Linked DNA regions of Mus musculus: all the other regions are linked to region 1. Evidence: chromatin contacts called from public HiChIP or PLAC-seq and promoter capture Hi-C data. All regions are on one chromosome and are shown on one strand. The core of a region is the stretch at or near the end of the contact, and the rest is flanking DNA. Distances in the headings are between cores, read along the strand shown. Region 1 holds the start of Lhfp (lipoma HMGIC fusion partner). Region 2 holds the start of Rfxap (regulatory factor X-associated protein). Region 3 holds the start of Ndufc1 (NADH:ubiquinone oxidoreductase subunit C1).

Region 1 (2,762 bases), core at 127-2,626:
TCCTGTAAAAATGCTCCCAAATTAACTCTGACAGCTATTTACTTAAAGAAACGAATGGCTTCTATTTGCCAAGCCAGTGAATTCATTTCACATACTCACATTAAAAGCAATGTAGCATTTTTTACTAGCAGGAGACATAATTCCGGATATTAAAATAAAATGGACCATACAGTAGTTTGTTTATTTGGCTTGCAAGTTCACACTTAGTTTCTAGCCACTCCTCGGCATCACTTGATGAGTGTGCCAACCAAGCAACATGATAGTGGGAACTTCATACAATTACAGAAGTACTGTAAATTTAACTAACAGTATTCACCACTCAGGTGTATACATTGGATATATAGTTACACACCCCCAGTTACTGTAAATTTAACTAACAGTATTCACCACTCGGGTGTATATATCGGGTGATATATAGTTACACACCCCCAGTACTCGATAACACTAAAAACGCCTTCTGTCTTAATTTTCCGGGGCAAATGTGTTCACGCCTCCTATTTTGACTCCTTGGCTTCAGTGCTTTCACCTGCTGGCCATTTCAGACCAAGCACTCACTCTTTTCCAATACCTAATGTCAAGTCAGCTATTCAAAAGGGTTCGATGAGGTGGGCTGGCTTGCACACCTGGCTACACTCTCCACAAAGAACACAGAAGAACACCCCCACCCCGTCGGGTTCCATCTGCAAACTGCTTCCAAACTCCAGTCTCCTACACTTTGCTCGCCCTCTGTTCTGGATTCTACCCAAAGGGGAGCTCCCTCTGGCTACGGTTTTTAAAATCGTGTCAGCTGTGAGCAGAGGCTGAAGTTGAGTTGGTCTGGGGGTTACCATTAAAGGTGGGGAGTGGGAAGAAAGGGACCTCTTTCTCAGCTGGAGTGAGTTACCCTAGTCCAGATGAACTTAAACCCACCATCCTCCCCCAAAACTGCTAGACGCACGCACCGCACCCTGGAGCACACAGGAACACACACAATGATCTCTGGATGCAAAGCGGCACGGGGAAGTTCTTGCAGCCGGCTCTGAGAAAGGGACGGATAAGGATGGAAAGGAAGGCAGCACCCCCCGGAGGCCGACAGGACCTCAGCTGAACTATGCCACTCGGAAAGACAGGAGGGACCCGGGCACGGGGCCCCGGGGCGCGCTACTTACCCGGTCGGGCGGCGGCCGCGGTCCCTCGCGAGTCCCGGGCGCAGCACAACTTGCTGTCTTTCCCTGGCGGGGACAGCGCGGCACCAAAGAAGACTGTCTTTCTTGCCTTTGCCACTATCCCGACGGAGATCGAGGCGAGTCTGGAGAGCTGGGGTGGAGGGTCAGGGGGACCCACCCGGAGAGCCCGCCGGCTGCGGCCGTGCGGCCCGGGAACACGGTGGATGCCGGCTCCAGCTTTGGCAGGCGAGGCACGCGCCGCCTCTTCCCCGCCCTCCCTTTGCCGCTGTCCCCTCCCCTCGGCCCCGCCGCGCAGTCCTGGACGCGCGAGAGTGGGGGCGGCAGACAGACTGAGAATCCAGGGAGAAAGTTGCTCGCCTTCCCCGCAGCTCCCCGGGGGCGCCGAGGCCACACCCGACCCCTGTTTGCTTTTCTGGGTCAAACCCTGGGGTCTGGGGCTGCAGTGTTCGCGCGGCCTTTATGAGGACCAGGATGGGAAGTAGCCTCAGAGATGGGGAGAGCGATGTCTATGAGCTTTAAGGGGCTCTTGAGAAGTGGTCACTTTGGAGGGCAGAGAGCATGACGGGTGTGGACATAGGAAAGAGAAGGCTGGGCACGCCATGCGAGGCTGCTGGATTCCGTGGGGGCAAAGCCAGAAAGAAAGAAGGCAGGCTACTCCCCTGCCAGCCTCTCCCAACAGCTGCAAACCTTTGGGAACTTCTTTCAAGACATTTCTCTTCCTCTTTTTCCTCTTCCTCTTTCCTGGGTTTCCCCCCACTCCCTTACCTCCCCTCTCACCCTCTCTCCTCTTTCTGCTACCCTCCTTTCTCCTCCCGTCCCCTTCCCTGCCTCTTACCCACTCCACTCCCCAACCCATGATCAGCTTTAACATCTATCTACACAACCTTTGAATTTCCTTTCTGAAATCTGCTCCTTTTGATTTCTTCTCAGGCCCTGCCCAGTTCTGACTTGCCATCAGCCTTTTTAACCCTTCGGAAGCCAGAGCCGTATTCTGTGGGTGACTGACTGACCTCTGGAGTCTCCACAGAGGACAGTTATTTTAGGAAGCTGCCATCTGGGACCAGCAACTTTTGAAGTACATACTTGCCTAGATGCAGTTTTTGTGATGTGCCTTTTTCAAAGCAGCTGGAAGTAATAACTGGGTAGGAATATATTTCATAATAAAATTTCGAGTGCACCATTGAATTGGGCGGCATCAGCTGGAGACAGGTTGTTTCAGGATTGTTTGAAAGGTTTTAAGTGATTGATTCCAAGCCTTTCCTTTGTAGGAATAGGATACAGGTAATGAGCCTCCCAGGAAAGCGATGTAATACACATTAAGTTTATCACAATAGTCTTGAGAAGAGGAAAGAATAGTTCCTGGGAGACATTTGGCAGAGTCTGGAGATATTTGGGGTAAGCATGACCCATAGACTGGGAAGGCCCTACTGGCAGCCAGTCCATAAAGCCAGGAGTCTGCTCTGTAACTACACAGGGCACACCCAGAATCATCTAGCTTGAAGTGTGAGTAGGGCCAAGGCTGGGAAGTCATGTTTCAAAATGTCACATGGTTTTTAGCTCACCCATGAACCTCAGGTTTAGAGATCTGGATTTGAA
Region 2 (2,762 bases), core at 114-2,613, 1.8 Mb before region 1:
GAGATGGCTCAGTGGGTAAGAGCACCCGACGGCTCTTCCAAAGGTACCACATAGTGGCTCACAACCATCCGTAAGGAGATCTGACTCCCTCTTCTGGAGTGTCTGAGGACAGCTACAGTGTACTTGCATATAATAAATAAATAAACAAACAAATAAAGAATTCAAACAAAGGCTGGGCGTGGTGGCGCACGCCTTTAATCCCAGCACTGGGAAGGCAGAGGCAGGTGGATTTCTGAGTGGATTTCTGAGTTCGAGGCCAGCCTGGTCTACAGAGTGAGTTCCAGCACAGCCAGGGCTATACAGAGAAACCCTGTCTGTCTCAAAAAAACAAAAACAAACAAAAAAGAAAGAAAAGAATTCAAACAAACGTAATAAAAATAAGTAATAACAATAATAATAACCTAATAATCCTATTGAAATGGGCGATGTAGTTGGTTCACAAAGGAAAGCATGCAAAGACCAACAGGTGTATGTAATATACATCCCTAATCCTGAAGAACAGTGTTATCTATCTCATCCCAGATGAAACGGTTATTATCAGAGATAAGATATCTATCGAGCACTGGCGGGGGTTGGGGGAATACGGGAAAAGGGACCTCTCCTACACTGCTAGTGTGAACGCCAACCCGAGCACCCACTATGGAAGACAGAGAGCAGCTTGTGGGGAAAATAAAAACAGAACTGTCACATGAGTCAACAATCTCATTACTGGGAATGTCAGAAAAGGCAGGAGCGTCCGCACTGGGTAGAAACCCTAAGGCGAACCAGAGCTTGTGAGCAAGCTTTCCTCCATGTCCCCATGGGACTTGACTGGGATGCATTAGCCAAATAAACCGTTTCCTCCTCGAGTTGTTTCAAACTCCTCTTCAGGCCTCTCGGGAACCTAATCTATCCAGAGACGTTCCAGGAGAGACGCGTTTTGAACCCGTCAGGGAGGATGGGTCCAGGCAGAAAGTGTCTCCTGGCCGTCCTCCAGTCTCCATTCTCCAGTCTTTCCAACTGGTGAGCGCCAGGCGAGCGGAGGACAGCTGCGCATGCGCAATCGGGACTTCTGTCAGCCGCTCCGCCCCGCCTGGAAGGAGACAGGGTTTCTCTGTGTAGCCCTGGCTGTCCTGGAACTCACTTTGTAGACCAGGCTGGCCTCGAACTCAGAAATTTGCCTGCCTCTGCCTCCCGAGTGCTGGGATTAAAGGCATGCGCCACCACGACCGGCTGTCAGCCGGGTTCTTGGTCAGCCTGCACCTAGGAATCGCTTGCGGATGGCCGCCGCGCAGGCGCAGTCGGTTCTGTCTCGCACCTGCTCAACCCCGCCCCTCTCGCCGTTCCCAAGCAGAGGCTCGCGGACCGCTACGGCGCACGCGCAGTGCAGTGCTGGCGGTTCGGCTCCGGGACGTGCGGCGGGCTGCCGCTTGTCGAGTACGGTTGTGTTTCTCAAGAGCTGACGGGCCGCGGTGGCGGACCCGGGCTCGGGCGGCAGCACGGAGGCGCAGGCTGTGCCCGAGGGCTCGGGGCCGAGCACCGCCAGTCCCCGGACGGCCCCTCCGGTGACGGTGCTGGTGATGCGGCAGGACGAGGCCGAGGCGGACGGCGCTCTGAGGCCGGGCCTGGCGGGGAGTGAGGCGGCGGCAGACGCCGAGGACGAGGCGGGGGACGACGACGCCGACCTGCTGGACACATCGGACCCGGCGGGCGGCGGCGAGAGTGCGGCCAGCCCGGAGGAGCTGGAGGACGAGGACGCGGAGGGTGGCGGCGCAGCGCGCAGGCGAGGCTCCAAGACCTGCACGTACGAGGGCTGCCGCGAGACCACCAGCCAGGTGGCCAAGCAGCGCAAGCCCTGGATGTGCAAGAAGCACCGCAACAAGATGTACAAGGACAAGTACAAGAAGAAGAAGAGCGACCAGGCACTGGGCTCTGGCGGCCCGTCCGCGGCCAGCACAGGCAACGTCAAACTGGAGGTATGCTTGCTCCTCGGGGCCCCGGGGCCAGGGCAGATGGGTGCCAACCTACTTGGTACACACTCAGGGTCTCCCCAAGGGCTCATCCTCTGCTCCAGCTGACATGGGCACTTTGGAGGTGATCTACACCTCTCCTTAGTAAACCCTTCCCAGTGTCTACCCCGAGGCATCCGGCACATTGACACACCCTGTTGGTTTTCTGTAACTTTGGTGACTTTGTTTTTTTTTCTTAGACTCCCTGGCCCCTGAGAAAAGTTGGATTGACAGTGGGGTAGTAACTTACAGCACACATGGGCGTTGCTCGGTTGCTTGATTCAAGTCAAGCTTGGAAGAGAGACGCCAGTGCCCTGCAATTGGGCTTCTGCTGCTAGCTGTCTGTATTTAGGTCCATTATTCATCTCCCTTAAGTCTCGGCTCCCTCGTCTTTTGCCCTTAAGATAATGCCCAATTAGTGTTTCTTCGGATTTATTTTGGTTAGGTGAAAATTATAAGTGGTGTGCATTTCAGCTCAGACCCAGCAAAGTCCACCTAAGTATTAGAGCTGTTTAAAAAACAAAACAAAACCCGTAAAAAGTAGAAAGACTCCTTACCACAGAAGTTCCTTTTGAAGGGGAACTTCTAACATTTGTGGAAGTTTGGCCTAGATGACTCAAAATTATTGCTACTATAAACGTCTGATTTTTGTGGTATTAGCATTATCCTACCTACACAGTGCAAGGCCTGGAGTTGTGAAGACATAAGGTTCTCTACAGTCAAGTCAGCTATAGCATTCCATGTACTGTGTATGTAAAGGAAGCGGTCCTATAA
Region 3 (2,762 bases), core at 158-2,657, 1.6 Mb after region 1:
GAATAGTGACTTGAGGCTGGAGAGATAGCTCAGTGGTTAGAAGCACCAGCTGCTCTTCCAGAAGACCCAGATTCCACTCCCAGCACCCATATGGCAGCTCACAACTGCCTGGAACGCCTGTTCCAGGGAATCTGACACTCTCATGCAGAGATACATACAGTCAAAACAGCAATGTTCTTAAAATAAAAATAAATTATTTAAAAAGAAAACAGTGTCTTGAATAGGCAAACTGGGCATTTAGTACTTTCAGATAACACCTAAACTTCCCAACTATCCTACAAGGATAAGTTTTACGTTATCAATAGACAACTATAGTAGAGATTAAGTAACAACTAAAGAATATATTGTTGAAATGTAGTATACCCAAATGGTACAGAGACATGACCGTTTGAATCTTGTTCTATATAGGCTCCTGGCATTATAGCCAATCCCATTGTTAAGTGAGCTAATGGACTCTAGATCTAGAGTTCTGAGGACCACACACTGGATGCCTCTGCCATCTGAACCAGTCAGATCACTGTCATCTAACATCTATAAAAATTTTTTTTAAAGATTTACTTATTTGTTTTATGTAAGTACACTGTCACTGTCTTCAAATACACCAGAAGAGGGCATGGGATCCCATTACAGAGGGTTGTGAGCCACCATGTGGTTGCTGGAAATTGAACTCAGGACCTCTGGATGGCTAAGCAGTGCTATTAATTGCTTAGCCATCTCTCCAGCCTCCATATATAAGAATTTTATCAGGGCCTGGTGACAAAGGTCTATAATCCCAGCTCCTCAGGAGGCAGGAAGATCAAGTGCATGGGAACCTTAGCGAGACCCTTTCTCAAAAAGTTAAAAAAAAAAACAAAAACAAAAAAAAAAAAACTATGTGGGGCTATGTAGCTCAGTGGTAAGGCACTTGACGGCGATGTAGGATTCCACCCCGATGAATAACAGAACCTACCTCATAGGACTGAGAGGAATCAATGTGATTTTGAGTATAAGTGGATTTTAGGAACTGTTAAGAGCCTTTGCAAATACAAAGTTCCCTTCGTCAACAAGTTTATCTTTGAGCACATCTCTTAGTAGATGCTAATAATCACAGCACATCCTACAGTCACTGTAATGACTCGTGTAAAGCACACGAGTTTTTGGCTGACAAACGAACTCTGTAGTAAACCTGACCAGCACCCTGGAGATGGACAAACTGCTTTCCCAGCCCCAACCCTCTTCGTACCCTTTGTTTTATTCACAGCCCACTAAGTCCGGGTTCTTGGGAACCTTGTACTGAATGAAGGTAGGAGTCTGGCCCACCTGCGAGTCCCAGTTCTGCTGCCAGGGGGCGCTGCGCTCTGCGCCACCAACCGGAGATGCGCGCGCAGGGAGAAGGCGGTGCCAGCTCGGCCAAACGAGCAACCCGAGAAGAGGCGGAGCCTGCGGAACAAGATGGCGCCGTCCGTAGTGCTGCGCTCGTTTTCGCGGCTGCTGGCCCCCGCCCGGCTGCCGAGCTGCTGTGAGTGTCTTTTCAGAGCCCATTCGGCCCTCAGCCTAGCCCTCATCCAACACGAGCCACCCTGGAATCTCCGGAGGAGGAGGAGGTCGCGGTCCAGGCCGACCTGCAGTGACCTTCACTGGCCGCGAGCCGGGTTCTCCACTCATCATTAGCCGTCAGCTTTCCTCCAGGCTAAACCCTGACCTCTGCGAATGGATTTTGAGTCTTTTTGTCCCAGGCTTTTCAATGTCTGGGAGACCCTTCCGGGGCTGCCTCCCAACCTCCCACTCCAGAGCCTATGAGGGCCGACGAGGCTTTAACCCAAGCTTTGAAGGCGCCCTGAGTACCAAGGACGACCTTCTGTCTCTGCTGGTGTCCCCGAACAAATTACTTAGGTTCTTTGAACTATGTTTCCTTGACTCTTTAAATTGGGGACGAACAGATAGAGGACAAATGACAACAAAGCCGTAGTGGAGCGCGCCTGGAATCCCAGCCCGGTGGAAGTGGAGACAGGCAATCAGGAATTCAGGGCCAGCCCGCACTACAAGAACCTCTATCTCAAAAATTACATCACTAGTATATGTTAGATATTCCTCGCAGACATCAATAAAACACATATTCTCTTTCCTTTTTCAGCTTCAACACGGTCGAAGTTCTATGTCCGGGAGCCAGTCAATGCCAAACCTAACTGGTTGGCAGTTGGACTGTCCGTGGGCGCCTCGGTTTTCATGTGGATTTATGTGAGTACCGTACTCACCGAGTCCCCTGGAGCTGAAGTTACAGACATTTCTGAGCTGCTTGTTGTTGGTCCTGGGGACCAAACTTGGGTCCTTTGCAAGCAGTACATGCTCTTAACTGCCAAGCCATCTCTGCGGCTCCAAGTTCATCTACATTTTTGAAAGTTTTTCCTGATGGAAGGCTTAATTGCTGCGGAGATCATTAAGGATTGAAATTAGGTCTTTGATTCCCAAGAATCTTATCATTGCATTAGTCATTGTTCTAGTTACACAGTCTGTCAGACTGTGGTTCTAAGAAAGTAGCTGCTCTCTGACTTCTAATTAACATACACAGAGGTGAGGGTTGGTCATTTAATCACAGTGTGAGGCTTCTAAGGTTGGAAGGACAGCATACTGTATTTAGACATTGCATACACACACACACACACACACACACACACACACAGAGGTACACAAAAGTATAGCATATACTTATCAGCCAGCCTACAACACACTCAACAGCTAGAGTGTCACTTCTTATAATTCCATATGCTTTCCACTGTATCATT

What was found. Promoter capture Hi-C pulls out the DNA fragments that hold promoters and counts their contacts. HiChIP or PLAC-seq counts read pairs in DNA pulled down with a chosen protein or histone mark.
Region 2: a contact with region 1 is called in a promoter capture Hi-C map of cranial neural crest. The contact joins the promoter of Rfxap here to the promoter of Lhfp in region 1. A contact is called at or near these places in 1 of 39 promoter capture datasets (cranial neural crest) and 1 of 9 other capture datasets (liver).
Region 3: an H3K27ac HiChIP or PLAC-seq map of thymic regulatory T cells shows a contact between it and region 1, with 7 times the contacts expected there. The contact joins the promoter of Ndufc1 here to the promoter of Lhfp in region 1. A contact is called at or near these places in 1 of 39 promoter capture datasets (pre-B cells), 3 of 115 datasets of contacts at active chromatin or transcription factors (astrocytes, double positive thymocytes and thymic regulatory T cells) and 1 of 9 other capture datasets (adipose tissue).

What each region holds. Positions count from the first base shown.
Region 1 is chr3:53,040,161-53,042,922 of GRCm38.p6, reverse strand. Lhfp (lipoma HMGIC fusion partner) reads right to left here and starts at 1,376. Exons shown (of 4, transcript NM_175386.3): 1 at 1,149-1,376.
Region 2 is chr3:54,806,392-54,809,153 of GRCm38.p6, reverse strand. Rfxap (regulatory factor X-associated protein) reads left to right here and starts at 1,363. Exons shown (of 3, transcript NM_133231.2): 1 at 1,363-1,955. The coding sequence starts at 1,479.
Region 3 is chr3:51,407,600-51,410,361 of GRCm38.p6, reverse strand. Ndufc1 (NADH:ubiquinone oxidoreductase subunit C1) reads left to right here and starts at 1,407. Exons shown (of 4, transcript NM_025523.1): 1 at 1,407-1,498; 2 at 2,114-2,217. The coding sequence starts at 1,432.